Linked DNA regions of Mus musculus: all the other regions are linked to region 3. Evidence: chromatin contacts called from public HiChIP or PLAC-seq and promoter capture Hi-C data. All regions are on one chromosome and are shown on one strand. The core of a region is the stretch at or near the end of the contact, and the rest is flanking DNA. Distances in the headings are between cores, read along the strand shown. Region 1 overlaps Alkbh8 (alkB homolog 8, tRNA methyltransferase). Region 2 holds the start of Cwf19l2 (CWF19-like 2, cell cycle control (S. pombe)). Region 3 has its middle 26 kb from the start of Aasdhppt.

Region 1 (3,068 bases), core at 1-2,500, 910 kb before region 3:
GTTTAGGAATTCTCTGATGGAATTTTTAGGGTCACTTGTATATACTATCATATCATCTGCAAATAGTGGTATTTTGACTTCTTCCTTTCGAATTTGTATCCCCTTGACCTCCTTTTGTTGTCTAATTGCTCTGGCTAGACTTCTAGTACTATATTGAATAGGTAGGGAGAAAGTGGGCAGCCTTTTAGTGGAATTCTTTCCAGCTTCTCTTCATTTACTTTGATGTTGGCTACTGGTTTGCTGTATATTGCTTTTATTATGTTTAGGTATAGGCCTTGAATTCCTGATCTTTCCAAGTTTTTTATCATGGAGGGGTGTTGGACTTTGTCAGATGCTTTCTCAGCATCTAACAAGATGATCATGTGGTTTTTGTCTTTGAGTTTGTTTATATAGTGGATTCCGTTGATGGATTTCCGTATATTAAACCATCCCTGAATCGCTGGAATGATGGACTATTGTTTTGATGTGTTCTTGGATTCGGTTTGCGAGGACTTTATTGAGTATTTTTGCATCGATATTCATTAGGGAAATTGGTCAGAAGTTCTCTTTCTTTGTTGGATCTTTGTGTGGTTTAGGTATCAGAGTAATTGTGGCTTCATAGAATTAATTGAGTAGTGTTCCTTCTGTTTCTATTTTGTGGAATAGTTTGAGGAGAGTTGGAATTAGGTCTTTTTTGAAGGTCTGATAGAATTCTGCACTAAACCCATCCAGTCCTGGGCTTCTTTTGGTTGGGAGGGGATATGGGGCTGTATAGATCGTTAATCTGATCCTGATTTAATTTTAGTACCTGGAATCTGTCTAGAAATCCATTTCTTGCAGGTTTCCAGTTTTGTTGAGTATAGCAAAATCATTTCTGATTTTGTTAGTTAGGATGTTGTCCCTGTGCCCTCTAGTGAGTCTGGCTAAGGGTTTATTGTTGGGGCCGGCTTGAGGCTCTCATGTAAGATTTCGAGCCTGGGAGGCAGCCTGGATCTGAAAGAAAAGGAAACTAGGCAGAGAGAGAGAGAGAGAGAGAGAGAGAGAGAGAGAGAGAGAGAGAGAGAGAGAGAGAGAGATATGGAACCAATACAGTATTCTGATCAAGGCTCAAATTTTTAATGGGGGACAAGCTTTATAAAGGAGGGGGGAAGCCCATTCCTGCCAAATCATACTCGGAGCCCAGCTGCAGGTGACCAAGTGTAGGATCAGATGTAGACTGTGGAACAGCTAGGCAGACTCCCAGCAGGTAGCAGCAGCAGCAGTTGCTGAACAATAGAGTGATCCAGGGAGGCAGGCTCCACCCTAGGTGATCTCCTTAGTAGCAACAAAGTCAAGGTCTGGCTCAGCCTGCTTCAGGCTTGTTAGAGGCTACAGTTTATCTTTCTTGTTGATTTTCTCAAAGAACCAACTCCTGGTTTGGTTAATTCTTTGAATAGTTCTTTTTGTTTCCACTTGGTTGATTTCACCCTTGAGTTTGATTATTTCCTGCCTTCTACTCTTCAGTGAATTTGCTTCCTTTAGTTCTAGAGCTTTTAGGTGTACTGTCAAGCTGCTAGTGTGTGCTCTCTCTAGTTTCTTTTTGGAGGCACTCAGAGCTATGAGTTTTCCTCTTAGGAATGCTTTCATTGTTTCCCATAAGTTGGGGTATGTTTTGGCATCATTTTCATTAAACTCTAAAAAGTCTTTAATTTCTTTATTTCTTCCTTGACCAAGTTATCCACGTGAATGTTGGCTTTGTTTTATTTATGTTGTTATTGAAGATCAGCCTTAGTGCATGGTGATCTGATAGGAATCATGGGGCAATTTCAATATTTTTGTATCTGTTGAGGCCTGTTTTGTGACCAATTATATGGTCAGTTTTGGAGAAGGTACCATGAGGTGCTGAGAAGGTATATCCTTTTGTTTTAGGATAAAATGTTCTGTAGATATCTGTTAAATCCATTTGTTTCATAACTTCTATAAGTTTCTCTTTGTTTTTATTTAGTTTCTGTTTCCAGGATCTGTTCATTGATGAGAGTGGGGTGTTGAAGTCTCCCACTATTATTGTGTGAGGTGCAATGTGTGCTTTGAGCTTTACTAAAGTTTCTTTAATGAATGTGGCTGCCCTTGCATTTGAAACATAGATATTCAGAATTGAGAGTTCATCTTGGAAGATTTTACCTTTGATGAGTGTGAAGTGGCCCTTCAAAGTTATTTTTTAAAATAACTTTGGAAGTTGATTTTATTCGATATTAGAATGGCACTCCACCTCGTTTCTTCAGACCGTTTGCTTTGAAAATCGTTTTCCAGCCTTTCACTCTGAGGTAGTGTCTGTTTTTTTCCTCTGAGATGGGTTTCCTGTAAGCAGCAAAATGTTGGGTTCTGTTTGTGTAGCCAGTCTGTTAGTCTATGTTTTTTTTTATTGGGGAATTGAGTCCATTGATATTAAGAGATATTAAGGTAAAGTAATTGTTGCTTCCTGTTATTTTGTTGTTAGATTTGGGATTCTGTTCTTGTGGCTGTCTTCTTTTAGGTTTGTTGAAGGATTACTTTCTTGCTTTTTCTAGGGCATATTCTGTCCTTGTATTGGTGTTTTTCCATTATTATCCTTTGAAGGGCTGAATTTGTGGAAAGATATTTTGTGAATTTGGTTTTGTCATGGGATACTTTGGTTTCTCCATCTATGGTAATTGAGAGGTTTGCATAGTAGCCTGGGCTGGAATTTGTGTTCTCTTAGTGTCTGTATAACATCTGTCCAGGATCTTCTAGCTTTCATAGTGTCTGGTGAGAAGTGTGGAGTAATTCTAATAGGCCTGCCTTTATATGTTACTTGACCTTTTTCCCTTACTGCTTTTAATATTCTGTGTTTATTTAGTGCATTTTTTGTTCTGATTATTATGTGTCAGGAGGAATTTTTTTTCTGGTCCAGTCTATTTGGAGTTCTGTAGGCTTCTTGTATGTTCATGGGCATCTCTCTCTTGGTATGGGAAGTTTTCTTCTATAATTTTGTTGAATATATTTGCTGGCCCTTTAAGTTGAAAATCTTCATTCTCATCTACTCCTATTATCCGTAGGTTTGGTCTTCTCATTGTGTCCTGGATTTCCTGGAT
Region 2 (3,013 bases), core at 209-2,708, 880 kb before region 3:
TCTTTTGACTCTTTTTGGTACAAGGACTCATGAGTATTGCTTCTCAACAACAACAACAACAACAACAACAACAACAACAACAAAAGAAATTTCAAAGCTCTCCCTACGGAGAAGCAAGGTTTTCGAAAATCATCAGTGCGTTTAGCCTTCAATATTTCATGGCAAGTCTTTTTGAGTGCCTTTGGTAATGCGTGGGCAGGTATATTAGCCCTTCCTATCAACTCTGAATTGGCTGGTTATCCTTGCTTCAGATGCACAAACTGGAGTGCTGCCTCACAAACATAATGAATCAAATAAAGGGGTTGTAACCATTCAAGTTTGTCATCTTAAATTTGCTGAGTTGATATGGGCAAAAGGAGATAGAAATGGCTTATTTCAACTTTCCTGTTTCTATCCTAGTGGGCGAATCAAATGAAGCACAGATGGGGCTAGTCTTTTGATACAGAGACTTAATTATGCAAGATGCAATAAATACAACAGAGGTCACTGTTTTTTCTTTATGAGAGATAACCACACAACCAAGGCATCTTTCTTCTGGGTGATGAGGACTCTTCCTGCACCCAGGCTTGTGCAACACCAAGTCTTGACCTCCAAATAATTAAGAATTATTTATTTATTTATTTATTTATTTATTTAATGAGTGTTATGTCATCATGTAGTTGCAATGCCTGTGGAGGCCAGAAGAGGGAGATCTCCTGGAAATGGAGCTAGAGATGGTTTTGATGATCCCTGTGAGTTCCTGGATGTGGCCTTAGGTCCTTTGCAAGAACAGTTAGCACCTAAATCACTGACCCATCTCTCTACCCCAGTTTTAAATATATTTCAAGACACCCATCAAAGAAAAATACTGAACTTTTTTTTTTAATTACTTATTTTACTTATATGAGTACATTGTCACTGTTTTCAGACACACCAGAAGAGGGCGTTCAATCCCATTACAGAGGGTTGTGAGCCACCACGTGGTTCCTGGGAATTGAACTCAGGACATCTGGAAGAGCAGTCAGTGCTCTTAACCACTGAGTCATCTCTCCAGCCCCTATACTGATTCTTAAGAGCAATTTTTGTTTTTCCCTTTTCCCCCCACGTTCTGACTTTCTGATCAGGTTCCCTTCAGGTTGATGCACAGTCACAGGAAGTCAGGCAAGAAGGGGGAAGTAAGTAACTTCTAGCTTACTGGAGTGTTTTAAGAGTCCTATTGAGAAATGAGTTAATATATCGCAGGGCTCATAATAACGCATGTTTATATTAACTCAGCGCTTAGCGAACCTAGTACATCTGAAAGATCAACTCTCCAGCAGGCTACAAGTTTCCGCTGAACCTTTCACAGGCGAAACATTCGGAACTGCGCCTGCTCTGTTGGCATAGTAACGCCCCTTCCCTACTATTTTGAAATGCAGATTCGGTTTCTAAATTACGACAGTCGTAAACCGAGGTTTCCCGACGGCGTCCTTGCTTTTCGACGGCAACAACTATGGAGGCGTTTAGTGTAAGATTTGAAAGTGCTAGCAGTATCGAAGAGCGAAAAGAACAGACCCGTAATGCCAGGGCCGAGGTGTTACGCCAGGTATCCCGGCTTTGGAGAATTTTCTTTCTTCCTTTTTAAAACTGGGGTTGTACTAAGGGCTTCTGCATGCTAGGTAATCGCTTTCCGAGATTTAGTTCTTGAAATACTTTCGTTTTATAAATCTTACGGTTTCGGAATGTTATTTAAAAGTTGTAGGACTTGAGAATCCTGGGAGATAGTCCACTCACTTCTCTCGTTACTTCGGTATCTCACCTTGTCTGATTTTGGTCTTTTTCCAATGCAGTTGTCTTCTAAACGCTCGGACCGGCTCCATTTGCTATTTCTCTCCGCAAAAAGATTGATTGGTTTCCTTCCAGTTTCCTTAGTTTTTAAGCACTCTTGATATTTCAGCCGCCTGGATTGCTCAGTTTCTGTGTCCAGTGTCACATCCGAGGACTCTTCTTACCAGTTAATTCGAAGCATGAGTCATTGCCCCGGCTTATTGGAAGTAGGACACATTTGAATACGTTGGTGTTTCCTCCACGTTTTCCTTTCAACTCCAGGCTTAGGCCAGCCTTTACTGATTGAAACACTGTTTTAGCATAAGAGACTCAGAATATGTGCTCCCCGACCCCAGGTTTTGGAAACAGAATTCTCATTAACATTGAAATGTATGGAGTTTATAAAAACGGAAGAAGTAAATTATTGAACAGTTATTGACAGTTATTCCTGATTAATTGTGACAGTGAAAAAGATGAATTTGTAGTTGAACAACGGAATGTTCCGTGACTATGTTTTGGGTTTTTTGTTTTATGATAAAAGAATTTTAAATAAGTTTAAATGCATATAGAGAGTAGAAAATAAATAGGAAGAATGAGTAATGCCTTCCTTCAGTCACATTTTAAGGGGATGGGTGGGCAGTTAGTCTTGGTCAGATAAAGCATCATGAATATTGGCTGATTTCAAAATAGATATAATGAATAATCATAATGACTGTCTGTTTGATATTTCAAACAGTTTTTGGAAGAAACTCTTTGTCAGCTGTGAAGAATTTTAGACAAATCTACATACAGTTTGATAAGGACCAAAGTCAGCTTAGGAATTTTGACAGATGGATGAGAAAGCAGAAGAAACTTCTTGCATTGTATTACTATTGTTGACTGCTGACTAGAAATTAGCCATATGGTTCTTTCTTTTTAAGAGGATAACTTTTCTGAGTCAATTGTATTGGCACTGTCTATTTTGAAGGCATGGAAAAAGGTCAGATTTATAACTTTTGGGAAAGTCTAAAGAACTAGCCACAGTGACAATGAAGGTTAAAGTGATTCCAAATCCTATTTGAGACAGAGAGAAAAGAGGATATATGTTAGTCTTGTACTGAATACTGTGTGTGATTTGTACCCAAATTTAGTGAAGATTGGTAGTCCCAAAGGAAAGCTATTAATAACTTCCTTTTATTAATCATTTTGTTTATCTTTCAAATGTTATTCCCCTTCCCAGTCTCCTCTT
Region 3 (3,103 bases), core at 548-3,047:
CTTGGGGATCTATCTTATAAACAACCACCAAACCCAGACACTAGGCAGATGCCAACATGCTGACAGGAGCCTGATATAGCTGTCTCTTGTGAGGCTATGCCAGTGCCTGGCAAATACAGAAGTGGATGCTCACAGTCATCCATTGGATGAAGCACAAGGTCCCCAATGAAGGAGCCAGAGAAAATACCCAGGGGTCTGAAGGGGTCTGAAGCCCCACAGGAGGCACATCAATATGAACTAACCAGTACCCTCAGAGCTCCTTGAAACTAAACCACCAATCAAAGAAAACACATGGTGTAACTTGTGGCTCTAGCTATATATGTAGCAGAGAATGGCCTAGTCGGTCATCAATGGGAGGAGAGGCTCTTGGTCCTGTGAAGGCTCTATGCCCCAGTATAGGGGAATGCCACGACCATGAATGGGAGTGGGTGGGTTGGGGAGTGGGTAGGGGGGATAGGGGATGTTCGGATGGGAAATTAGGAAAGGGGATAACATTTGTAATTTAAATAAAGAAAATATATAATAGTAATAGTAATAATAATAATAATTTTTCCTTTCTTGGGATCCTGTTAGCTCCATTTCATTTTCTAAAGTTTCTTCAAACTTTCTTTGCAAGTCAAGCATTAATCTGCAACTACCATTGTGCAGCTCTTCCATTGTTTCCAAGATAAGAACACACAGCATGCACCTGGGCCATTAAGATTTTACTGTGCAGTGTCTCATGCCTCAATTTTTAATTCTTTAAAAATCATTACATCAAGGAACACCCAAATTCACAGAATTCACCAGAGCAGAAAGAAAAAGAAGTAAGAAAGTCAGATATAATAGAATTATCCATAGCAAGGACAATTGAAAAGCAGTCACACACAAATAAATCCATGCAGTCTAGGGCTAAGGTTAGGAGAAACCCTGTCTTCAAACACACACATACACACACACACCCGCAAAAAAAAAAAAAAAAAAGAGCTGCCGCAGGCTACTGAGATGTCTCCATCCCAGCCTACTGCAGGCAGTCCCCTATTTCAGATGGCAGGTCCCCCGAAGGGATGTGTTTCCTGCTTCTCAGGGTTTCAGAAGCCATCCTTTTCTACAAGGAGCTGCTGCGGGCTTCTAAGATGCCTCCATCCTGGCCTACTGCAGGTAGGCCCTGTCATTGTATGTTGTCCCCAGCAAGCTACAAAAAATTATGTGATCAAATAATGGAGAACAAATTTCAGGAGAAAGAATCAGAGGAAGTATCAACAAGAATTAGAAGCATGTTATATGTTTATATATTATTCATTCAATTCTTATATTAACAATACAAGATTTGCATGGGTGTTTCAGTGCACACAGATACACTTTTTTTTTTTTCTGAAAAATCAAAACAAAACAAGAGTCCATGGCTTTATCAGATTCACAAGGAGCGCCCTACAGTCCAGAAGAGATCCGCACACCTGCATGCCAGTGACACATTGACATGTGGGTTCCACAGGAACCACAAGAAACAGCAGCTGTTTCCAGTCTTGTCCAATGAAGTAGTCAGAGCTTTTCTCATAAGATTAGAATGGCATGGTAAGCCTCCTCCTCTCACCAGCTAAGAAGCTATTAGAAAAATCTGCAAGTGACTATATTATGTAACTCTTGTGTATCTGGGAGTATATAAGGAGATTGGGCAATGTAACCTCCCCCACCATGAAGCAGGCTGGGTCAGACTCCATTGCCACTGAGAATTAGACCACCTGGGGTGGAGCCTTCCTGCCTAGACGGCTCTATTGTTCTTCCACCCGCCACTTCACCTCCAAGACACTGCTACCTGCTGAGAGGCCGCTGAGATACTCCAGAGGAACATCCTATCCTGTACCTCCCCAAAAGGCTGGCTCCAGACACCAAGAATGGACTGGTGGGGGATGGGCCTTCCCCCTTATAAGCATACTCTCTTAGTAAACTGGCCTTGAACAGAACCTGTCTTGGTCTCCATTAATTTCTCTCGCACTCTAGTCTCTTTCAGCCCCAGCCTGCCTCCCAGGTGTACCCGGTTCAAGTAGGCCGCGGGCCAGCTTACAACAGGGCAATTCAATGTTAATTAAGTTCACTAGAACAGGCTATCATTATGTAGGTCTAGCATCCCTCTCACAGTTTGATTGGGAAATACCCCTTTCCCCAACTCTTATGGTGGCACTATTTGGAGAAGGTGTCATCTTTAGGAGACAGAGACTGGCCGAAAAAAACAGACCTTGTCTAGAGAAACCTCTTCTTACTTCCTGTCCCTTAGGAATAATTGCTACTCTTTCTTTTCCTTGATTTCTCCATGATGTCTACCAACCATGAACTGAATCCCCTGAAACCATGAGGTAAAATAAAGCTTTCTTCCTTTTTTCCCTTTTAAATCACAGTGATGAGAAGACCTAATAGTCCCTATAAAAAACAAAAAACAAACAAACAAAAAAACGGAACTAGTGCATGCCAGGTGGTGGTGTCAAATGCCTTTTGGCCCAGAACTCAGGAGACAGAGTCAAACAAATCTCTGAGTTCATGGCCAGTTTGGTCTACAGAGCAAGTTCCAGGGCAGGGCTGCGCAGAGAACCTGTCTCAAAAGACAAAACAAACAAACAAACAAACAAAAAAGAGGAAAAACTATTTGGGAACACAAGGATAAGGTTAGATCTATGAGTCAGTGGGAGGAGGTGTCTCAAAAATCAACCCTACTACAGGCTTGATCTCAAAATTCCATTCTTCATCAATGAGCAAAGTTTTCTGCTGTGAATGAACTGCCTTTAGTGTTTTGTTTTGTCCCCCTCTCCCCTGCCCCGACAGCCCTAGAAAACCAATAAAGAACCCCAATAATTACTCATTCAACAGTTACTGAACTTCTGGATACAGGAAAGTAGAAGTAAACAAAAGCATTCCAGAGCCCTAAATGGAATAGAGCAATTAATAGGGAAGAAAGTAACATGTGCCACTTTATAGTGTTAAGTAACAGGAATAAAAGTAGAGGCAAGATCATAAATGTTGGCAATTATAAAGATGGTAGTGTACAAACTTTGACAGAATGTGACACACTTAAAAGATGATATTTGAATGAAGACAACGAAATTAACAGTGGACCATGTAAACAAGTATA

Evidence for each region. Promoter capture Hi-C pulls out the DNA fragments that hold promoters and counts their contacts. HiChIP or PLAC-seq counts read pairs in DNA pulled down with a chosen protein or histone mark.
Region 1: a contact with region 3 is called in an H3K27ac HiChIP or PLAC-seq map of embryonic stem cells, with 8 read pairs. The contact joins two enhancer-like sites. A contact is called at or near these places in 2 of 115 datasets of contacts at active chromatin or transcription factors (both in embryonic stem cells).
Region 2: a promoter capture Hi-C map of embryonic stem cells shows a contact between it and region 3, with 5 times the contacts expected there. The contact joins the promoter of Cwf19l2 here to the enhancer-like site in region 3. A contact is called at or near these places in 13 of 39 promoter capture datasets (the 3T3-L1 cell line, 3T3-L1-derived adipocytes, the C10 cell line and 9 more), 2 of 484 Hi-C or Micro-C datasets (cortical neurons and stem cell-derived primordial germ cell-like cells) and 5 of 115 datasets of contacts at active chromatin or transcription factors (embryonic stem cells, epiblast stem cells, large pre-B cells and 1 more).

The regions. Positions count from the first base shown.
Region 1 is chr9:3,375,266-3,378,333 of GRCm38.p6, forward strand. All of the region lies in intron 10 of Alkbh8 (alkB homolog 8, tRNA methyltransferase), which reads left to right. Among named protein-coding and RNA genes, the nearest start is that of Gm23275, 19 kb to the right of the region's middle. Within about 2 kb of position 1,251, at least 8 of the 459 cell types and tissues checked have an H3K27ac peak or open chromatin away from gene starts, as enhancers often do. A contact at or near this core is called in embryonic stem cells, where this site is marked.
Region 2 is chr9:3,402,627-3,405,639 of GRCm38.p6, forward strand. It overlaps Cwf19l2 (CWF19-like 2, cell cycle control (S. pombe)), which reads left to right and starts at 1,459. Exons shown (of 18, transcript NM_027545.2): 1 at 1,459-1,564. The coding sequence starts at 1,472.
Region 3 is chr9:4,282,289-4,285,391 of GRCm38.p6, forward strand. No RefSeq gene overlaps it. Among named protein-coding and RNA genes, the nearest start is that of Aasdhppt, 26 kb to the right of the region's middle. Within about 2 kb of position 1,798, at least 26 of the 459 cell types and tissues checked have an H3K27ac peak or open chromatin away from gene starts, as enhancers often do. A contact at or near this core is called in embryonic stem cells, epiblast stem cells, stem cell-derived epiblast-like cells and 1 more, where this site is marked.